Linked DNA regions of Capsicum annuum: region 1 is linked to region 2. Evidence: chromatin contacts called from public Hi-C data. All regions are on one chromosome and are shown on one strand. The core of a region is the stretch at or near the end of the contact, and the rest is flanking DNA. Distances in the headings are between cores, read along the strand shown.

Region 1 (6,664 bases), core at 1,069-3,568, 220 kb after region 2:
TAATCAGGTTGAACATTACTTCTGTACATAAGTTATCTCATATAATAGCAAAGAGATCTAGTACTTTTATGTGAATATGTGTGTGACATAAACAAAATATCAAACCAACTACCAATAAACTTATACTTCTTGGCCATAGGAGATAGGTGTAATTAGACCACTTAGGTTGACCAAATCCGGTGTGGAACCCACACCCACATCCAAATCGTGTTGAATCAACACAGTGCAGCAACAATTTTGAAGGATCCGAGCAATACATCTAACTAAAAGGCTCGCCCTTTTAATGGGCCATCCACGTTCCTGGAATTAACATCCTTCCAGAGCAAACGAGTATCACTGATCAGTTTTAAGGTATTTTCAACTAACTTAAACTTCAATTTGAATATCAAGCGACTTTTAACAGCTTAAAACGTATAAGTTTCTAAAGAATGAGAATATCTCATCAGAACTTGCACGAAACATGAAAAGGTAAACATAATTTAAATATAGAATACATTAGTCTATGACAGAATAGTAATGGTAAATACTAAATACCTTGGACCAGCAATTGATTTAAGTTAGATAAAGGCAATAGAATGTATCAATACCTTTGACTCTTAGATCATATGCAGCCCGGTCACGCATCATAAGGGCAGCAGCCTCTCCATTCAATGGGTCTGATGGGTTTGGATACAAGAGAAGTTGTGGAAGAAACACTTCAAACACATTTACCAGATCTGCAAGGTTGTTAGTACACAGACAAGTTATTCATAATGATGCTATAGAAAAGTATATAACAACAACAACAACCAGAGGCTAGGTACTGCAATTTCTGATTACCAAACATGGGACTCCAAGTCTGATTGATAACATCTAAACAAACTGAGCCAGACCTGAAAAATGATAATTCAAGAAATTTTAGACCTTCAGTAAAGAAAATGCGAATGATGAAATATCCTAGAATTATAGCGGTATCAGCTCTTACATCTCGTCAACATTTGGGTGGTAGATTTTATTAATAAAACCAATGGATGGAGATTTATATGGATAAGCATCAGGAAGTTCCACCCTTATTTTCCACACACCGCCATGATATGGGCCTGCGGGAATCACATAAGTATGAGCAGAAGCTGAAGAAAACTGCACACCTCAAAGAAAACAATTTCTTTCAAAAAGAACATCAAATCGAACTCCACTTAAAGCAAGATATAACTTCAAGATTCATCGGTGAAGAGATAATCAACAGATGCAAGCAAAACTACCAACTAGAGAGCCAAAAGATGACTCCTTTATCTATTCTATTGTAAGAACCCAAGAAATTCCAGAATTACCCAAGAAGCCTAAAAAGTGAATTTTAGTAGCTACTAACAAATTGTAACAATAAATTCCTAACTCACTTTCACAAATAGAGGGCAAACAGAAGGGAAAAAAAAGGGGGGGAGGCAGCCTAGTGCACTAAGCTCCTGCTATGCACAGAGGGTTCAAGGAAGGGCCGAACTGCAAGGATCTATCATGCACGGTCATACCCTGCATTTCTACGAGAGACTGTTTCATTTCCTGCATTTCTGCAAGAGATTGTATCCACACCTCTTAATCACATGGCAGAAACTTTACAAATAGAGGGCAAACAGAAGCAAAAGATTAAAAATATCCAAGTTAGTTTCCACTTTTTCCCTCTTACCCCCTTGATGAACTTTGATCATAAACCATAACCCCACCGAAAGAAAACATCATCAGAGGATAAAGCAACCATAAATAACTCAAATGAATTCAATCAAGAATCAGAAGCAACAAATACCCTCTTAAGGAAAAAGCTCAGAAAGCTAAAACATAAAGACAAAAAAAAAAAGAAAAAAAAAGGAAGATGATTAAGAGAAGGATGAAGAAGATTACTTTCAGTAGGTCCATGGAAATGCACATAAAACTCTTGCATGCCATCATTAATCATCTCCACCTTGTAATCACTCATCATTCTAATTCAGACAAGCAAAAAAACAAATAGAAAATTAAAAGAAAACCAAAAAAAAAAAAAAAGAAATCAAACAAATAGAAACTCAAAACTTAACAACAACAACAACAACAACAAAAGATTGAATATTTTAAACAAGAAATGAATAAAGATTCACAGTTTCATGAGGTCCATTTCCCGGCGCTTGCTTGGAGAAGACATGGTTGCTTGCTTGCTTTTCTTCTGGAGAGGGATAGAACTTAGAAGAGAGAGGAAGCAAAGAAGAGTTCTTTGGACAACTACTACTTAAAAGGTTCAGACACAGAGAGAATTAGCAAGTAGAGATAATAATTATAATGTGATTTGTTCTTACAATAATACTCCCTCCCTCAGTCTTAAATTGTTGTCCCAAATTTTTTAATTAAATTTTATTATTTTTTTTCATTAATCAAAGAAAAGATAATTTTTTTTTTATATTTTACTCTTTGCATTAATTATTTTTTCTTCAAATTAAAATATAAATATCATTTAATAAAAATATTATGATAAACTAGTTATATTATTAATAATTTTTCATAATCAATGTATCAACGAGTAATTTGAGACGGAGAAAGTACTTTTTACTGATTTATGTGACCCTATTTGGTACTTGTCTCGATTTATATGATGCTATTTAATAGGATACTTAGGGTAAAATGTAAGAAAAGATTTTATTAATTTATTGAATTGTCTTTATTAAGGTCAACGTAATAATTATTTGTTTTTAAATAAGTTGTGTTATAGATAATCATGAATATATTAAGGATATTCTTTAAATATAAATAATTTGTATAATAGAATGTTATTTAATCGAATATCTAGAGAAAGAAATGAGAAGAGGTTTTATTATCAAACTGTCCTTATTAAGGTCAACGTAATAACTCTTTCGTTTCTAAATAAGTAATGTTATAGATAATTATGAATATGTTAAGGATATTTTTTAATATAAATAATTTTATAGAATGAAACGATATTTAATCGGATATCAAAAGTAAAAAATGAGAAGAAATTAAGGTCAATATAATAGTTCTTTCGTTTCTAAATAAGTAATGTTATAGATAATTATGAATACATTAAGGATACTCTTTAAATATAAATAATTTTACTTATATAATAAAAAAACTTTTAAAAAGTTACATCATCTTCAAAATATTTATTAGGGATAAACTCATGAAAATACCTGAACTTTAACCGAATTTTCAATTGAGCATACTGAACTTTGCGGGAGTCCTATTACCCCTTAGACTTTTTAAAATGGATTTAATCCCTCCCCCTCCAAAACTCTATAACCAGATTTGACGCTGGCGTGTGTAATACACGCGCCACCTCATATTTACATGTGTCTAAGTGGACAGATTGATAAAATTAAAATACGAAAAAAAAAAGTCTAGGGGTAATAGGACCCCCGCAAAATTTCAGTATGCTCAACTAAAAATCCGATCAAAATTCAGATATTTTCATGGGTATTATCCCTATTTATTATGAGTAAGTTTATAAAATTACTCTTTATTTTTTTCGGAGTAAGTAATTTCTTAATTAACATATTAAAGTTTAAAATATCATTTATTTAAAAATAGAGAGCGTATTTACTTTACTTTAATTTTTTTTTGTAATAAAATATTAAATGAGACTCAATAAAATTAACATGAAAAAATGATACTCCCTCCGTCTCATTTATGTGTCGTCATTTAACCGAGCACGGAGTTTAAGAAAAAAGGAAAGACTTGATAAAGTTTACTAAATTATCCTTTATCAAAAAATGTGTCAATATCTTTTTTTTAATTAAGTGGGATCAATTAGGTTAAAAGGATAACTGTATTTTTAAAAAGTTGCTTAATAAGGAAAGGTGACACTTATTTTGAGACGAACTAAAAAGAAAATAATGATACGTAATTTGGGACGGAGGGGTACTATTTTAATAATTGTAAAATAAAATAAGCAAAAGCTACATTTTTTTAAGATGGATAAAAAAATTGACATCACATAAATTGATAAGAAACTAATTTCATTACTTACATTTTTTTAATGATAATTAAGATTTCTGCAACTTTCAAGATTCTTTATCCATCTGCTTTTGTCACCTACCATCTCCCAATCCTATCCACATTTGCCTCCCATATATTATTTTAATTCTCATAATCTTTTTTCTACTCTTACAAGAATCTTGATAACTAAATCCCCAACAAGACTTTATTCCATTATTAAAGTGTTTTAGAAAATTTAGGAGATGGATTTTTTGGAAAAAAGCAAAATGAAATTAGACAATCACTATCTTATTGACCATCAAATTAGAAGTGAACAAATTATAATGTCATTTATATTAGCTCTACAATATAACTTCTAAATTTGGTGCAAAAGTTATGGTCCGTGGTATTATTGTTAAAAGGCATATTTTATTTTAAAAGTATATAAAAAAAAAAGTTTGAAACATTGTTCAGTTCTGAAAATTATAAAATAACATTGAGCCGTTACAACTTATAAGAGATCCGAATCATATTATACTAGAGATGTAAATAAATTTAGTTTCTATTTTTTTTAAAAGTAAACCTATTTGTAACGAGTTATAATGATACGATAAATCTAAATGGGAATAAACAAAGTTAATAGTTTTATAGAATAAGTCAATGAATACATAATTGATATCTTTGAAACGAAAGGAACTTAATAAGTACTGAAAAGCTAACTCTTCTCATAATTGAGAGGTAAGAAAATAATTCAAAACTGTCTAGTAAAAAACACTACTCCATATGTTTTAACTTATATGATGCAATTTGATAGAATTCAAATAAAGAATTACTTTTGAGGAAAAAAAAAGATATATCATAATATTTCAATAGTTATAAAATGAAAAGTTCAACTTAAATTGTTTAAAAATATTTTAAAATGTTACTATTTTCGCAAGTAGATTAATAAAATGAAATAGTGTCATTGGTTTTGAAACGAGTGAGTTGTATCTCTGTGTAAGAGTCCATGGTACTTGACCTATAAAAGCAAATAAAACAAAAATTTGTTTTTGCTCAATGAATCAAAAGGGTAAACCTTCACTACTTGTATTATTTTTTATTTTGTGAAATGTCGACATGTAGGGATTCCTTTCATAAATTAGGAAAAGGTATGTGGCAACCATTACGTTGAGTGGACTAAATTTTATTTAAGAATTATATAAGCTATAGTTTATTTTTTTTTTTTGTTTAACGGAGTAGGAGAACTTTCATTTGTCACCTATTTAAAGTGAACCAAAGTTTCCCTTTCTCTGTTCCTATCTATCAATTGATTGTGGCCAAAACAAAAAAAAAAACTTAGGGGATAACTCTTTGTGATGGTGAATAAATATTCAATTTCACTAACGATCCTCCTCCTGTATTTCTTAAGGCCCGAAGGCACAACAAAACAAAAAAAAAAGAATAAAAAAATGACGGAGCTAATCTGATTGTTTGTGTATGTGAGGTTTTTTTGCTCTAGTATATTGGTCTAATGTTACACTAAAAATCTGAGGATTGTGAGTTTCATTACAATTGATATTCTTTTGAAGAAATTATCCTTTATTGTAAAGAAAATGATTAAAAAGATTAAAACCAAAGTGGAAAAAGTGTGTACACCTCACTATTCATGGGTCATATTTACTCAAAATAATTGAGAGCAGTACGAACCCTATTTTAATTTCGAGGCAGATTCAATTGATTTAATGAATTTTGAATTTTAGAAAAAATCATTGACTGAATTTCATATAAATTAAGTAAATTTTCTTTAAAAATAGTATATAACTTATTGGATTATGTCGATTACGTAACTCAAACTCTATCTTCGCCCCTAATATATTTTGATTGACTGACGAGGCTGTCATGCATTATATTGGGGCAGGGTAGTTAAAATGGAGGCTCGCTTCGGGAGTTTTATGTGATAAGAAGGTTCCCCCGAAGCTTAAAGGTAAGTTCTACAAAGTAGCAGTCCGACCGACTATGTTGTATGGAGTAGAGTGTTGACCAGTTAAGAACTCCCACATCCAAAAGTTACAGGTGGCGGAGATGTGCATGTTGCGATGGATGTGTGACCATGTCAGGAAAGATAGAGTGAGGAATGAGATTATTTGGGAGCAGGCGGGAATAGCTTTGGTGGAGGACAAGATGCGAGAAATGGGGTTATGTTGATTCGGGCAGGTGATAAGGAAGGATTTTGATGCTCCAGTGCGGAGGTGTGCGACACTGGCTATGAATGATTTTAGGCAGGGGAGAGGTAGACCGAAAAATATTTGAGGGAGGTGATTAGGCATGATATGAAGCAGTTACAGCTTACAGAGGACAAGACCTTTGATAGGAAAGTGTGGAGGATGCGGATTAGGGGGTGAGAGTGCGTCGGTAACAGTAGAAGGGCGTTCTTTATTTGTTTCTGAAGTTTCTTGTTCGTGGGTTGTCTATGGTTTCGGATATATAGTTTTTAGTAGTATCTTGTGGCTGTATTATTATTTCGTGAGTAGCGTTGTTAGATTATTTTGCTTATACAAGTTTATATGCATTTATATTTTGTGTTTGCTATACTGTTATTGGTTCTAAGCCGGGGGTCTATCGGGAACAGCCTCTCTACTTCACCTGAGGTAGTGGTATGATCTACGTACACTCTACCTACTTCACCTGAGGTAGTGGTATAAACTACGTACACTCTACCCTCCCCAGACCCCATTAGGTGGAAATACACTGGGTA
Region 2 (6,860 bases), core at 770-3,269:
CCCTTCTTCAAAACTTAAATTTCCTTAAGAACTCTCATAATGAGCAAATAGGACTTTAAAGCTTCATAAAATTAGGAAAACGTTTCTACTAATTGCTTCGATGATAAGGAAGTAATTTCTCATTTTGACATCTTGTGATTAAGTGATTCAGTCCAATTTATCACCCCTGATTATTTCAGTATAACTATGTCAAGTATGCCAATTTGTCACGCAACAAAGACTTGCTATATTTGTTCTGTACTTAAATTTAAGAAAATGAAGCTATGACCAAAGCAATCATGTCAATGCAAAGAAAGCCATCAATACAAGCAAAAGAGGAAACTAAAATTAACAGCATTGTAAGAAAAACAGAATTCAGAACTACTTACTTCCTCTTCCGTTTTCCATTACTGAAACCTCCAGTTGAATCAAACAAGGATGCATCAAGTGTAGCTGGGTTTTTTGAAGCAAGGAAAGCACAAATAAGAAGGTACTTGGCACAAGCAGACATATGAAAGTCTATCTCATCAGAAGATTCACTAACTCCCATTTTCTTGGCAATGCCTTTCCATTTGTTCGTCTTAGCTGAGGCTTCAGAAGACAGCCTGTTTTCAACTCTGAATGTGTCATTCAGCGATGGTCCAATATGTGGCTGAAGATGAGAAAATAGTTCTCTTTTCACATCTCCACTTGGAACAATGCCTAAATCATCCAGAGGTTCATAATATATCTGATATAATGGTGAGAATGCAGTCGATAATTCATCAACTCGTCTAGTAACTCGACAAAATGGCCTCAGCACCACTCTGTATCAAAGAAGTCAGAATACATGTTACCACTTGAATTTCTAATAACGCCACCAAAGTGATGAAAATCAAATTGAAAACTCAAACTTACTCGAGAAATGAGGAATATAGCTTTGGGTTTTCCTGGTTTTTCATCAAGATTTGACGAAGTTCATCCTCAGTGTAATCAGGAAAGTAAACAGGCACAGGCTCTACATAACCAGTGTCCAAGTAATACGTATCAGGTGACGCATTGCTGAGAAAAATCAAACCCACTTCCGGCATTTTCAGAATATCATACAGTTTAAACATAAAACTCAATATGTTGGAACCCTTATCCCATTCACGAACAAGCTCCAAATTATCAAATACCAAGTAAACCATTTCCCCCCTAGCCCTCCCCATCGATTTCTTCGAGCTAGATTTCACCACATTCCCCTTCAAACTATCAACCACATTACGAAGTGCCTCCTGCAAAAGATTAACAAAATCGGAGGGCTTCTCACAACGTTTCACACTCAAATACCGATTGCTTTCATTCCTTCTATGAAGCAACAACTGATTCAACACAGACTCAAACAGTATCCTCGGACTATAACACGTTACACAACTACAATAAACAAACGGACGTTTAAGGTGCTTGAATATCTGAAGAATGGAACTTGTTTTCCCAGTGGAAGCACCTCCGTATACGAAAACAGGAAACATTGGAGAATCCAATGGACCCAAAATGCGTAACAATTCAATTATTTGAGCACGTCTACCTGGTAAACTAGAAATCAAATCATCAAAACTAATCGATTCGTCTCCGTAAGCGAGATCGTCTATTGTCAAAGGTTGTTGATTACATAAATTCAACTTCCCTGTAGAATTAGATGGATTTGGTGTGCTAGATAATGATGCTCTAGTTGTTCTTCTCGGAGTTTGTGCATTTCCTTCATCACCCATTTTTTCTACAAAATTCAAAATATCAGTATAAGCATTCAATTACAGAGTTAGTATTAGTCGAGCTGCACGAAAGCTGATGCTTACACTGCAGTTATTAAAAGGAAAAAAATAGTGAAAAGAGAAAGAGAGAGATGAGGACGGATCTTGTGGTGTTTGGCGGTGGTCGGAGGAACGGACTCTACCGGAGTTTTGTGGTGGACGGTGAAGAAAAAAATGGAGTCGAAAGGGTGTTTAATCAACCCTAGGTTTATGACAGCTAATTTTCCCGCCAATATGAAAGGTGCGACTCAAATAGAGCCGAAGAACCGAATGGATAGTTAAATGTATTTTATTACAATTTTGAAAATAAATGGTCAGTATTTGATTAATTTTCCACATCACAGTTATTGATCAAATTAATATCATCTAATAGCTATTGGCTATTTTAGCTATTTTCTGTCTATATAATTTTTATATTAAATTGATATAATGCTTATATCATATTAATATATACTATTTTTTTTTAAAAAGAGATAAAATCTATGCATGCTTACTCGTTTTCTATACCAGATTGATATGACATTTATAACACATTAATACAAAAGAAAGAGAACCTACACATGCATATACAGTTCTTATACCAAATTGATACAACATTTATACTACTTTGATGCATTTTTATTGTTAAAAAATATAGTAGTAAAATCAAAGATAGAAAAGCTGAATTCCTTTTTCATAAGAAAATGGACAATCTTTAAAAAAAAAAATGGAACCAAAAAAAGACTTATTTGAAAAAAAAAAAAAAGAAATGGAGAAGGAGACGAAGCCTACTGCGAAATGGCTAAAAGTAAGTTTTAATTTAGTGGTTAATTGCAGGTAATTAGTTTTGGATGACTACTATGATGGAATTATTTTAGGGTGAAGTGTTATTTTTAACCTTTTCCTTAAATTATATTTAATCCCTTTATGTTTTTATTTCATTTTTTCGGCTCATATTTGACTTAACACGTCGCTTAAAACAAATAGTAATTGCTTGTTTAGCTAGACTTCTAAATCAACTTATTTTAGAAAATGCCCATTTAGAAATGCTTTTCAAAAAAACATTTTTGATGAGAAGCAGTTTTTTTTTTATCAATAAATTTTAAATAAACTTTTGAGCGACAATTAGTGATTGATTAAACTTTTCAAATATTTTTAAGTGTATTTTTCTAAGAGTGCTTTTCAAAAAAAGTTGATTTTATGAAAAAACTATTTCTTTTAACTTATGAAAAACTATTTTTTCTACTCCCCAGAAATACTTATTATTTTTAAAAATTTGATCAAACAACTTATTTTTTTAAAAAACAAGCACCTTTGAGAGGAAAATAAGATTGTGCATGCTATAATATTTGTTACTCCAACTCGTATTAGTAGTTGTGTTGTTTGCTTTACACAACCCTTAAAAAATATTAATTAGGAGGGATTTATTACTACTTTAATCTTATTTATATCTAAGTTATAAAATCTCTCCATTAAGTATATTTTTGTCAATCTCTGTACTATTTGCATTATGAATGCTTTATCCTCTAATAATTTGAATGGAAAAAAAGAAACTTTTTAGATCTCTTCCGTTTAAAAATGAAAGGTAAGAATAAAAATCTTTTATAAAAATAATATAAATCTGGAACGATTTGTTCAGGGTTAGAAAACCGCTTCTCCTACTGAAAGTTTACTGCAATGGATTGTGAGTCCTAGTAATAGTGTAAAACTGAAAAAAAAATTAGTTTTTTTTTTTTTTTTCTTCTGTTAACAAACTTAAAAGAATTACTCGTATTCAATAACACAAGCCAAAATTTCAGTGAAAAATGTATCGGTAAAATTCAGCAATCCATCTGACACAAGATATGTACAAGACAACGAGCAATTCTAGACCTGCTCAAAATTAGGTTTTGAAAATTATACAGTGCATTTTTCTGAAATCCCAAAAGAGAAAAAAAAACAGACAGCAGATAAACCTTTTGAGAACAACTGCATAAGATAATAAAGTTTCAGGCGCTATTTTTCAGAACGTAGCTAGATTCTAGTGCAAAGCATGAGAATCAACATCAAACGGGGCAGCTGCAACCACCCAAATTTAAACCGACAATCAAAGACTCCCTGGTGCGTGCTTATACAACCCCATCACAGGAACACAAGATATTCGCATTAGACCCTGTCAAAAGTTAGTAAATAAGGCACATTGAAAAGCATAGCTAGCTAGCTTATCAAGAAAACAAGACTTTGGCTCACTCACTCATTTTCGTCATCATCATCTTAAAGTTGAGCTGCGGTACTCCCCCGGATGAAGGTACCACGGAGATCACCCCCAACAATCACATCTTTCAATCGAGATAAAGGACCAAACAACCAGCTAATCCTCTGTCAACATTGACATACAGATCAGTGAACCAATAATGCAACAGTAAAATATAGGAGTCAGGGTGACATTTCTGAGAACCAAGATGATGGAACTGACGACAAGAAACATAAGCAGAACTAACAATGTATATGTGGATGATTTCCAGGGTTTAACGTTCTTCAATACCACAAAAAAGTGAAAGATTTGTAATACAGGAAATCCTGAGTTTTGATCACTTTAACTGTTTGTGTTGATTGCAGTCTCTTGTACCATCTAATTATAAAAGCTATTGACTAGACCAACAGGAAGAAAAACAAGTACAAGCTTTTATCTCCCCAGAACCAACAATCGAGATCTTGAAGAAAATTTACAACCTACAGCAAGTGTTTACTCCTTTGCACTTCAATACGAAATCAAATGCCCTACAGATTCCAGAAAACCATCTATTAACCACGCATTCTTAGCTGCAATCCAACCAAAACAAGCTACATTAACAAAACAAGCTACATTAACAGAGGTGCTTGAGATTTCCACAACAGCTTCCATGGCCAAGGTCAAATCCCAGTGACCTATTATGAATCACTGCTGGGTTATTTTCAACAACGGTGTTAACCAGGCTAGCTAGTGCATCGCACCTACCGGGCAACTACCTCCCAATAGCACAGATACCAGGTAGCTTACTTTATCAAGGCTTAGGCAAATAAGAAGGAATCACCTCACATTTAGTCTTTGCTGGGATTTGAACCTTGGTCTTCCATAATTTTCACCCACTTTATTTCATTGACTGATAGGCCACACCCCTGGTTGCTATTTTGAATCTTTGCTTTTGCAAAGCTTCTAGATTTATCAATTAAAGGTCATAAATATCATGCAAAGAGAAACAGAAACCATGGCAATAATCCTGCATCTTCTCCTTGATCAGTGGCTCATTTTTGCAGAGATATTTAGAACCTACAGAGTTCATAGAGGGAAGTTGTTTCTTGAGATAAATGTTGCACTTCTTGAGGCTTAGCAGCATTCCCATTTCAAACATCAGTACACAAAAAAAATAAAAAATGAAAACCTTCTTCTAACGTGATTTAAAAGTTCAGTCATTCATCGTTAGAACAAAAAACAAAAAGGAATTGGTCAAAGCAAGTTATATCTACAGATTGAGGCGCTAACTGTAATTGGAGATTGCGAATGATCTACTCTAATCCTTTTTTTTTTTGAGAAAGATAACTTTTTATCTATATATCGACAGGTGAACTACATCAAAACTGTGCAGTCCCCCAAAAGTATTACAAACACTATTTGATTCCTATTTGTACTTTTTGTTACAAATAATCTAGAACATCAAAAATATCTTTTGTTTGTCCTAACACTTCTTGTTCACACCAAAAATGATAAAGAGCTAAACAATTCATTTTAAAATTCTGTAAATTGTTCTGTTTGCCTTCAAAACACCTTTGATTTCTTTCTTTCCATACTGTCCACCATATACATGCTGGGACAATCTTCCATCTCTCCTCCTTCCCTGTAGTATTTCCCACTCTGATCCAACACTTAAGAACACCTTCAATGTTCCTTGGTTTTACCCAAGTAATCTTCCCTAATCTTCCTTAAGCTGGTGAATATCCTCCAAAGTTGATCCGCCCATTTGCAGTGTAAAAAGAGATGGTTAACTGTCTCGGCTTGTTCCCCACATAAATAGCATCTAGAGCATAGTTGGAAACCCCTTTTCTTCATATTTTCTTGTGTTAGCACCACTTCCTTAGCCAACAACCAGGAGAAACAATAGACCTTGTAAGGAATTTTGACACTCCATATCATCTTCCATGGCCAGAGTTCTCCTCCTGTTTGCGAGATAATAAGATCTTTGTATGCCGAGTTTACACTGAAAACCCCTTTGTTGTCAATCTTCCAAATTGTTGTGTACTCTTCCCCTGTTAAATTATTAAAAGATTCCATAGTATTGTAGAACGAACCTATCCTTTCCATCTCCCAATCATTTAAATTTCTTCTAAGCTGCAAATTCCATCCCTGTCCTGTCCACATTTCAGATACAGTGGCCTGTTGCTGTAGGCTTAGGATGTGAATGTCTAGGTAAAGCTGTTTCAGGGGTCTTTGATCTATCCAATTGTCCTCCCAAAAAGATACTTTCTGACTAGTAGCCAAAGATTCCTGATAGATCTCCAAATACTGCATCCGTATGGAGTAACAACCTTCTTTGTTATCCACCTATCCTCCATGTCATATTTCTCCCTAATTACCTCTTTCCATAGTGTATCCTGTAATAAATTTCCAAAGCCATTTCATCATTAGGCTCCTATTTTGCATTTTCATATCCCTGATCCCCATTCCTCCTCCTTTCTTGCTTTTTGTTACCACCTCCCATTTGACGAAGTGAAATTTTTTCTTGTCTTCACTCCCCTGCCAGAGAAAGTTTCTTCATAGTTATCACATTGTTTGGTGCTGGAAAAACAGACATCATATAAGTTGGAAGTGCATCAAGCACACTATTAATCATAGTCAATCTACCTCCTAGAGAGGTATTGACTCTTCCAGTGGGAAAGCTTCTTCTCACATTTTTCAATTACCCCATTCCAAACCCCTTTAGACTTGCTTTTAGCTCCCAAAGGCATGCCTAAATACATAGTTGGTAGCTCGCCTACTCTGCCACCCAGAATTGCTGCCAAATTGTCCACCTCTGCCACACCATTTATAGGATAAATGAAGCACTTTCCCCAGTTTATGTGTAAACCAGAAACTGCTTCAAATATGATGAAAATCACCCTTAGGAACAAGATCTG

Evidence for each region. A called contact is a pair of places that touch in the nucleus more often than the background predicts.
Region 1: a contact with region 2 is called in a Hi-C map of leaf, with 2.6 times the contacts expected there. The contact joins the promoter of LOC107839205 here to the promoter of LOC107839199 in region 2. A contact is called at or near these places in 2 of 5 Hi-C or Micro-C datasets (leaf and placenta).

The regions. Positions count from the first base shown.
Region 1 is chr8:145,603,761-145,610,424 of UCD10Xv1.1, forward strand. It overlaps LOC107839205 (ubiquitin-conjugating enzyme E2-23 kDa), which reads right to left and starts at 2,319. Exons shown (of 6, transcript XM_016682600.2): 1 at 2,106-2,319; 2 at 1,873-1,952; 3 at 965-1,079; 4 at 820-872; 5 at 588-716. The coding sequence starts at 2,149.
Region 2 is chr8:145,383,198-145,390,057 of UCD10Xv1.1, forward strand. LOC107839199 (origin of replication complex subunit 5) reads right to left here and starts at 2,020. Exons shown (of 5, transcript XM_016682593.2): 1 at 1,797-2,020; 2 at 877-1,717; 3 at 369-785. The coding sequence starts at 1,712. LOC107839200 (ATG8-interacting protein 1) reads right to left here. Exons shown (of 4, transcript XM_016682594.2): 3 at 3,964-4,088; 4 at 3,524-3,882. The coding sequence ends at 3,984.